Regions from separate parts of the Cyprinus carpio genome. Here region 2 is linked to region 1. A link is a contact called in public Hi-C data. All regions are on one chromosome and are shown on one strand. Each heading gives the region's core, a stretch centred on a gene start, on an enhancer-like site or on the middle of the called end of the contact. The rest is flanking DNA. Distances are from core to core; before and after follow the strand shown. Region 1 holds the start of LOC109068197 (COMM domain-containing protein 4-like). Region 2 holds the start of LOC122135609 (isocitrate dehydrogenase [NAD] subunit alpha, mitochondrial).

Region 1 (4,755 bases), core at 1,340-3,839:
TGAGTAAATAAATAAAAAACTGTGTCCGTCTTCATTTCAGGCTGTAAAACAACAAAATGTGATTATTTTAAAGGGGGGTGATTCTTTTCTATACCCACTGCAGCCTTACCTTTAGGGAGGCCAAGCTGCTGAAGTTCACTGGAGAGAGAGTCACTGTCCACGTCATGCTTAGCAGCACTGGACAGAATGAAACTCAGCACTGCTATACTGGCTTTAATGTCTCCACTTTCTGGAAAAAAAAAAGAAAAATAGACAAATTAGCAAGAGATATGGCATAAAATACCAACAGACAAGACATTTATGTAAGAATGCATAAAATATAGGTACCATATCAGATATCAGCCAAAATTAAAGAAGTTATAATTAGTTAATAATTAATTCATCTATTTTATTTATAAAGCACTTGCTAGGGTAAATAATGGATATTTAATTGCAGGGGTGCACGATAAAAATCGGCCGATAATTAATGCGCATCTCATCAGTAAAGCTGGTTCTCTAATCAGGGGTAAATTCCATCAGGTGTGTGATTTCATCCATTTTTCACAGTGTACATTATAATGTTGTGATGCTTAAAATCACTTGTAAGCAGTTTGACTGACTGATTGACTGATTGATTGATTGACATCAACATCAAATCATTCATGGCAAACTCAACAATAATAAGATTTAAAATAGTCTTAACAGTACTATTTCCACCATCAAACAAAATTTAGTTTTGAGTCATTTTCATTAAATGTTCATGAATGTACTTGGAGTATAAATGTTTCCTAGTATCATTTAAAACATAACACTCTAATATAATTCTTTAGTATTAAAACCTACTCATTTTAGTTTTTATATTTGATTTAAAATTTAATATTCCATTATTTAATATATATTGTAAAATGTTGATATCAGCCATGAAATAAAAAGACTGGCCAGAAACATACTGTGAATCCCTAACTTGATATATAGAGTCATTATTATTATTTCACACTTACTAGGATCACATGACCCAAAAAACTGTGATTCACTCACCAAACTTTGCATCTGAGGTTAGTTTTGAAACTTTGTCATACTAAAAACAGATAAACAGATAATTATGCATCAGTTAGAGATATATCTATTCAGAAGACATTATAGCACGCCTGCTGTCTTACATCGATGCCTTCATCGAGCAGATCTTTAATGACTTGCACGCACAGAAGTTTCATCTTGACGCTCGACTGAAGAACAGCAGGGAAGAAAATCACTTGCGTTACGTTTAGTACAGAGAGTGTGATAGACAACATGACACCGTATTCAAGTCAGACTTACCATTCTAGCTAAGGTGCTCATTTCTGCAAGGACCCAGTCAGGACAGTCGAGGTCTCCACAAAAGCGGAACCTCTGAAATAAAAGAAAGCAGCAAAATGAGTTTATGGAGAATGTTTACGTCCATTGCATTGCCTCTTAACGATTAGCGTTCGCTATCCACAACAAATAAAATAAACTAACTACCCGCTAATCACGGAGGACACATATTACCACTGTAATGGTTTCAAATTTGAAACCAGAATAAACCGAGCTATCGTTCAATAAGATAAATAATACCATTTTGACATATATTCAGTCAGTCAGCTGCTCTTCTTCTTCTTCTTCTTCTTCTTCTTCTCGTGGTACGTACCAGCGCCACACTTACGGTCCACCTACTGGACTGGCTGTATTAGTGTTGCAGAGTATCATATTATTATATTATACATCATAATTACATTATATGTTAACAAAATGTATATAATGATGATATTTATAAGCAAATCAGAAGCAACAGATGCCAAAGATGCGCTACGTTTGTATAAATCATCGCAAAAATCGGACAGGTAACGTTAACGTTAAGATTTTAAGTCTTACGAGTGAACTTTTGAAATGTTTCTCGAGCCGCAAACCAGTACACCAGAATAAATGACATTTTAAAATATTAAAATAGACAATGGTTATTTCAAATTGTAATAATATGTCACATTATTACCGTTTTTACTGTATGTTTGATCAAATAGCCTAAATGCAACCTTCAAAAGGCTAAGACGTCATTTCAAGTTCACGTGTCGTCACGTGACACACAAAAGCGCTCGTGTTTTATTTATTTATTTATTCGAAACATTCCTAAACGCATTAACTATATCATGAAATATCTCGATATAGCCTAATAATTTAGTCTATGCATAAAACCTGTCTGTTTACTTAAATAACAGATACGGGTGTCATGCCATAACTTATTTTTAATACGACTGAGTTTGTGTTTAATATGAATTTAACATTGAACGTTAATGCGATTAAAAACATTGTAAGTTAGGCTACTTATCATAACAAGGTCATTGTACAGAAAGAGAGCAAAGAACATTTTCACTGACAGTCTAGAGTTCAAGCACTCTCAACAACTCCCATTAAAAGCACTGAAGCCGTTCACACTGTTAAATAAATATCTTACTTACAGATATCATACACACATCTGCTGCTTGTTGTTTCTAACAAGAGAATTAGCCAGAAAGAGGTGTTCAGTCTGTGCGCGTGAAGAAAACACCACCTGCATGTTAGCGATGACTCATCTGAACACCTCTGATTGGCCATTGCATCCATAAACTCACCAGCATGTGTCTCTGCGACTCCCTTCACTCGAGAGAAGCGTTCAGAGCCTGTCTGAGATGAGATGAGATTAGGTGAATTTAGGACCATGATCCTAAAACGGCAATATTTCTCTGTCCACATCAAAAGGAATTTGGCGTATCCTTGGTTTATTTATGGAGCGTGCTTCCATTGCGTCTTTTGCTTTTATAATCCGAGATTAACTCTAAAACAAGGTAAGATAATTTAAGATAAAATAAACAGTGTTGAGGAGTAAATAGCTACATGTAACTAAATTACGTATTTTTATTACAAAATAAATGTAATTGTTACAGTTACTGAGAAAAAAAAGTATAATTAAATTATAGTTAGGCTACTTATGGAAATTTTAACGATTACATATGAATATTTTCACACACACTCACATACAGATTTAATTGATTTCTTTCGTAAATTGCATGGACTGCTCTAAAATATGAGACAGCAAGGTTTCAGGAGTTTGGTACAAAGAACAGGACACATGCTTATTTGATAACTGTTTTATTTCCTATTTGGGTTTATGCTTTATTTTTTAAGATTAAGTGTTTTTTTCCAAGCCATTGTTAGATGCCAGTGTTTCCTCCCATAACTATGCAAACTACCTTAAAAAAAAAAAAGGAAAAAAAACGAAATCTAAAAAATTACAATAAACACTCCAAAGTAATAATCTAAATTAAATAATTTGGGATCCACACTCTTAAAAATAATTAACACTTGAAAACATTAGATATTTAGAAAAGTAATCAGTTACATTACTTTAATAAAGTAATTGAAATAGTTACACTACTTGTTACATTTTAGATAGGGTAATATAACAATCTGTAACCTATTACATTCCCAAAGTAACCTTCCCAACACTGAAAATAAACTTCCTCTTTAATCAGACTAATTACTTACATTAGTTATTTACACACTTTTTGATAGTCTGTTCAGAAATGCACTTATACAGTAGACTTTAATTGTTTTAAATAATCAAATGAGGCAATATCTCTAAACATTATATCTTTCTAGACAACATAACATTTGTCATTTTTCAACATTTTTCAACATTTTTTTTCTCCCAGATGATGCTCAACTTGTATACAACAGAAATTACAGTCATACAGTGTTATTTCATCAGGAAGGATCAAACAGTCTGTTTGTTGGAGGAATAAATAATGTTCTACATTTTGATGTAGACAGTCGTCAGATTGTGGAGGTAATTATTAAACTGGAACTAGGTATTAATAGGTATGTACATTATATGTGACATTTTACAATGCATTTATAATTACTGTAGGATTTTGCCATTTTCATTGAAATTATTTATTCAAATGTAAAAATAATACATTTAGTTCAAATAATTTTATTTCAAATAAATAAATATATAAAGTTGGGGTGTAAACCTTTGAATATCATAAGTTGGAGAAGTAACTCGGCATTGACTAAAATGTTATTCTAACCCTGTCCTTTCTGACCAGTTCTGTTTAGACTTCAATTAAGTGCGTTGGCTTTTAGCACTGGATGTAATTAGTAAGTCTAGCCTACGTTAAATTATAGATTTCAGCAACTGTAGGCTGTGACGCACACAGGCAGCTGTGTCCATACTGAACATGTCTGCAAATGAAAAGGTCTATTTCAGGTGTCGATGAAAGATTTATTTCCACAGACAAGTCTAATCTGTTGCTATAGTTGCATTGTGTGATTGATAAGTGATACAAATGTTGATTTATACACATTTAAGTAAATAATTGTGTACACAGTCTAAAAAAATCTTTAAAAAAAATAACGTATAAATTAACCTAGAAAAGTATTTGAATTTTGTGACCAAGATAATAATAGAATATTTTAATTTTTATATATTTTATTTCTTTTTTAGAACTTTACTCTGAATCCAAACTTAAGGTGTGGTGAGGTGAGTTTTATAATTCTTTTGAAGAAGAGAAAAAAGAAAGAACAAATTGAGTTTTGTAATTTGACAGTCTTACTGATATTCTTCCATCTATACAGAGCTCCTGTGAAAATGTTGTCACAATAATTGAGCGATTTCAAGACTACACATTTGTATGTGGAACAAATGGACATCAGCCAAAGTGTTGGAAACTGGTAAGAAATAAATATACAGAGCAACATCTTTGGCAGAGTCTCTGCTACATA
Region 2 (5,463 bases), core at 2,812-5,311, 220 kb before region 1:
ATTGACACGCAGGGACGCACATTAGCATAAAGGTCGAAGGTCTTCCTTAGCAGCAGGTTCATGGACGGGTGTCCAGCAGCAATTGGTGTTTTCAGGGGTCCTGAAACATAATTCAGTTTTTTCAGCATGAGTTTCATACACACTATGCCTGATATGAGACACACAGTCTGCATATTTACCTTTTAATCCAATTTTGTTTTTGTTCATCGACTCTTTGGCCTCAGGAGGGATCATCCACCTGCCTCCAGGTCCTTTGATGGCGGTGACGTTTCTCTCTTCCCACTGAATCGGTGCCTAGGCGAGAAAAGAAATTCACACCTAAGTCATAAAGCAGTTTACAAAAGGGTTAAAAAACACAGTAGCTCAATTTTAAGCCTGACTCGTGTAGAAAACCTGCATAATGCACTTGCTGCAACTTGCAGCCTAGGCTGCATTCCCGAAGAGTAAAACAACAGATACTTACCTTAGCTGCTTCAAATATCTTCATTACTGCAGTGGAGATCTCTGGACCGATTCCATCTCCGGGAATTAACGTTACCGTTTGAATCTGTCAAAATAAAGCATGGGCCCGTAATCACAAGTTTTTCTGCAGTGTATGTTTTGAATAGGTCTGACTCATTCTCTATTTACTAATGCCAAAAAAAAAAACAAAGCCTTCATGTGAACAATCTTGACTGAACTATTCAACTGGCACACCTACACAGTTTCTTCAGGCTGCAAAATTAATGTTTAAGACTTCTTTTGTGATTGAAACTTTATACTCAAAGCTGCGCATTAAGCTCTTCCAAATACTTGCCTTTCAGACAAGTAAAACTGACCTTTATGTACCACTTTGTTGCCCCCAAACAATGTAGTATATAGTTTAAACTCATAAAACTACTATAGAAATATAAAATATGGAATTTGTAACATACAAAATCTTTTTTATTTTATGATTTAATTAGTTTTACTTGTCAAAATGTGTATATTTTCACACTTAAAGGTCATTTTATAGTTGACTGACTCCCTGAATCAAATTCCATTTTCCTAATATTTTTAACATATTAAAACATTTCATTTAGGACAAGTAAAATATTTTAGTTTGGGACAAGTTTATTTCAAGTACAACTTTATTTCTGAAATTATATTCATGTTAAAAAGGGTAAGAATTAGAAAAGGACCAAACTTGACCAGAAACTACTTTCATAAACCATGGGGCTAAATCTAAATTTTTATTATATTTGTGTACCACTCTATTTACATCCAATGTATTGAAAAAAAAATACTATCCAATCACCATGGTATATGTAAACAACAACAAAAAAAATGCCATGGCAAGTGTCCAGAAACATGGTTTTACCATGGTTACGTTGCCATGGTGAGTTGATTTGAACTTACCCCTCTGGAGAAGGTTCTGGGCAGTGGGCTCTGAGTCTTTATGGCTCCCATTACATGGGACACCTGCAGAGACCATTTTAAAAGGTACAAATAGATCAGTAAGACTGGAAGATAAATCAAGCTGATACACAAAGCCCAAGCCATCTATTAAAAAGCAAGCCAATTAGTTAGGTGATTAAATGTTGGTTAATAAATAAGTAAGGACATATCCTTGGTGTAAAATGAGGCGTGTAATTTCACAAACCTGCATGGTCAATTATATGAATATTCAACTTAAATCAGCCTAAAACAAAAGGCTACGGGTCACTGATGATCAAACAGAAATGAGAAAGATTTTTTGAAACTAAGCGCTCAAAGACGACAGCAGATCTGATGGGGACACTACTTCTTTTTTGAAAAAAGCCATGTGTCCTGTGAGAGAGTGGTGCCAACTTCTTGTCCAAGCTCTTGTTCTCTCCAGACTGGACTATTGCAATGCGCTCCTGGCGGGCCTTCCTGCATGTACTATCAAGCCTCTACAACTGATCCAGAATGCAGCAGCGAGGGTTGTCTTCAATGAGCCGAAAACAGCCCATGTTACTCCTCTCCTCATCAGGTTACACTGGCTACCAGTAGCCGCTCGCATCAAATTCAAGGTACTGATGCTTGCCTACAAAACGACCACTGGCACGGCGCCAACTTGCCTAAACTCACTAGTTCAATCTTATGCACCCTCCAGAAGTTTGCGCTCTGCAATTGAACGACGCCTTGTGTTGCCATCCCAAAGAGGTTCAAAATCACTCTCACGGACTTTTTCCTGGACTGCTCCCAGCTGGTGGAATGACCTCCCGATCTCAATTCGAACAGCTGAGTCTTTACTCATTTTCAAAAAACATCTAAAGACTCATCTTCTTTCGCCTGCACTTAACCAACTAATACTAGTACTTACCTTTTTTTCTTTTTCTTTTCTATCATATTCCCAAAAAAAAAAAAAAAAAAAAAACTGGCTACGTGTTCTGTACTAGACTAACTGAGACTTGTCATAGCACTTGTATACCGTTGTTGTTTTCTCGTTGATCTGATTGTTTCTACTGTTCTCATTTGTAAGTCGCTTTGGATAAAAGCGTCTGCTAAATGATTAAATGTAAATGTAAATGTAAAACTGTGAAGCAAGATATGCAGCCTCAAAAGAATTTGGACACTTTAACAAAAAAAAAAAATTATAATAATAAAAAAAAAAATCTAAAATTAATTTCCATTCAGAATCACATTTAGAAATATGAGTGTCACTGCATTATAGATAACAAAGTATCCAATAATAGAAAAATCCAATATCCAGTACCCAACACCTTTTTCTCTGTTCAACCCCAATATAACACATACACATTAAAAACAGAGATAACTGTAACTATTATAACACTTTTTGGTTGTCACCTCAGGTACCTTCTTACCAGAAACCTTTGGTAAGAAAAATTAAGTTAGTTTTGACTAAAAGTCTAGTGTTCTTCATTTTTATTATTATTATTAATAATTTTTTTACCCCAATGACATTCATGCATTTTAAGTGTGGCATTAAGTGTCCAAACATATTTGGGGCCGCTGTATTTCCGTGGAAACGATTCATTCTGATATTATGGTTTGCAGAGCTCAGATCCCCCATCGTTTACAACTATTTTATATTTCATCCATCCAATATTAGTAAAATGAATCTAAACTACATTATAACCCATAGATCTGAAGGACACCAAAGGATCTTCTGTATCTTCTCATGTCCTCATCACTTGAATCCATGATTGTATGTTCTCTAGATGAACATTCAGTGCATGAAGAAAACTCATAAACTAGAGGTCAGCTGGTCTAGTTTAGTCTGGACATCAGTCAACTCTTGTTCAACATGTCGAGGTGACCTTCATCCAGTCAGCTAGATGTTTCCCCTAGCACATTTAAAACAGCTGTTTTACTAAACTCTATCTCACCCTGACTATTTTAATGTCCATATCAGATTTGGCATTAACTAACTGGACTGAGACTCGCGTCTTTGTTACTTCCGGAGTCCCGCTCGCCGCATCTCTCGAGACGTTTTATGGGCTGAAAATGCAAGAATGTTTTTTTATTATTATTATTATTATTTTACAGCCTGACCGTACTGGCCTCTTAGTTGAGTTTACCTACTTTCTGGGGCATTAAACACCATAATGTGTGGATGGTGATGATGAATGCAGAGGTTGAACATCTGTGGCGTTTGACTGATTCATCCACGCATTCGGCCGAGATCGACACGCATCGTGTCATTCTCTTAACTTTATTTATATTTGTTAAAAGACTAGTAGACGAGTTGACTGAGAACTCTTAAATGTGTTAAACGTGTAACGTTAAGTGCCGGTGTGAAGGGCATGCAGTACAGGGCCGCTGTGGCATCTCTATTGCAACGCAGCGTTTTCTGCGCAAATGAAGTAACGTTATATACTTGCATTCATACTTTACAGTGATATTTGGCGTAACAGAGCACGGACTGCTATAATCTATGGTTTGTTCATATAATATAATCCTTACCGTTGACCTCCACGCGTTTCCAGCCATCCTGTGCTAATCGTGTTCTGGGGAGTGGGGACTACTACTAACTCAGTTCAGCTCTCCAGTGTCTCATCCTCTGCTGTGAGTATCGAGGGTTGCCAGATTGGACCTACAGTTCTAGGAAGCTAAACGTTACCTTACGGCAGGTTTTTTATTTTTTTTAAGTTTTGATGTGTGTGTGTGTATATATATATTTGCATTTTTTTTTTTTTTTGGGCGTAAATTATTTTTATATACTTATATTATTATTGTTACATTATTGCATTTTCTTAATCACCATGCAATTATTAAATTTTTAAATTAAATTATTTAGGCCTAGTTAGTTTAATATATATATATAGCAATATCAATTGATCAGAAGTACCTATAATATAAATTAAAATAATCAGGTGTATTATAATTATTATTTTAATTAAAATCAAAAATTTAATAAAAAAAAATGGCCCTCTTCTGTGCATTCTCTGACGTTCAATTATCAACGTTAGACTCCAAAAAGGGCATTTTAATAAACCTGGCAACCCCGTGTACTGGCCCTCTTCTGTGCATTCTCTGACGTGCTGAACTCCCCCTACTGCATCGGATGCCACAGTGCATTCATACCCCCCACATTTTCTTGAATGTGTTCGGAACACTTATTTGTGTAACATTAAATGTATAGTTCTCTCAAAGAATATTCTGGCAACATTCAGGAAATTTTTCCTTTTATAATCAATGGAAGAAAGAACATCTTTGTAAATATATAATTCTTGGGTAGACTAGCACTTTAACCATTTAAACACTCTGAAACTTTTTAATAGTCTGCTTTTTTACATTGTGTAAGATTAATAAATACAGACACAAAGACATTTTCTGGCATGAATATATATTAGGCTATCCAACAAAATGTAAATAAAAAAAAAAAGATGCATTATATCATATATTATACAATTTAGATGCATTTTAAAACACAAAGCTGCTTGAGCGAATAAAAAGGAGCAATATAGTATGAAACAACCAATTTAGAAAAAAATCATCCACATTAGGCATACAATAAAAAGGCAAAATGCATTCACTAAAAATTGTAAACAAGAAGAGCAACATGGGAAAGCCTCAGAAGTGGTTAATAAACAATACAAGTGCTTCACCATTATGAAATATACAAATAGCAGCATTTGAAGCATAACGTTAAATACAGCATTGTGTTAGGAGTGCAAAGAGGAATTGTCTTGATTCTGAACATCCTGAGACAGTGATCAAACCGGATTAGGTGTAAGTATCGGTCTCTCTAAACAGTGGAAAATCAGAAAGAACTCAAGTGTAATTACAAAATCTAAACCCTCACACTGCAGGCAACACGGAGCATTTTGGATTTCTGGCACCGGTGACGCATCAAGCTTATGGACTTAAAGCTTATGGAAACGCATAAAAAAAGCTGTGGGAAAAAACATGCATTTTATTGGAAACGTAATGAGATCGAGAGATTCCCAGATTTAAACGGCATACTGCTTTGGATGGCTCTTGAGGCTGACGGTCCATTCATTTTGTGAGATCACG

Evidence for each region. A called contact is a pair of places that touch in the nucleus more often than the background predicts.
Region 2: a Hi-C map of liver shows a contact between it and region 1, with 11 times the contacts expected there. The contact joins the promoter of LOC122135609 here to the promoter of LOC109068197 in region 1. A contact is called at or near these places in 2 of 8 Hi-C or Micro-C datasets (liver and red blood cells).

Annotation. Positions count from the first base shown.
Region 1 is chrA25:12,135,021-12,139,775 of ASM1834038v1, reverse strand. LOC109068197 (COMM domain-containing protein 4-like) reads right to left here and starts at 2,589. Exons shown (of 9, transcript XM_019085046.2): 1 at 2,451-2,589; 2 at 1,573-1,679; 3 at 1,297-1,368; 4 at 1,140-1,205; 5 at 1,018-1,057; 6 at 110-229. The coding sequence starts at 1,575. It overlaps LOC109068196 (semaphorin-7A-like), which reads left to right and starts at 2,612. Exons shown (of 12, transcript XM_042715549.1): 1 at 2,612-2,816; 2 at 3,684-3,817. The coding sequence starts at 2,666.
Region 2 is chrA25:12,352,572-12,358,034 of ASM1834038v1, reverse strand. It overlaps LOC122135609 (isocitrate dehydrogenase [NAD] subunit alpha, mitochondrial), which reads right to left and starts at 4,061. Exons shown (of 11, transcript XM_042715568.1): 1 at 3,910-4,061; 2 at 1,378-1,440; 3 at 464-547; 4 at 180-294; 5 at 1-100. The coding sequence starts at 3,936. LOC109105559 (leucine-rich repeat-containing protein 61-like) reads right to left here. Exons shown (of 9, transcript XM_042715561.1): 9 at 4,483-5,463. The coding sequence ends at 5,400.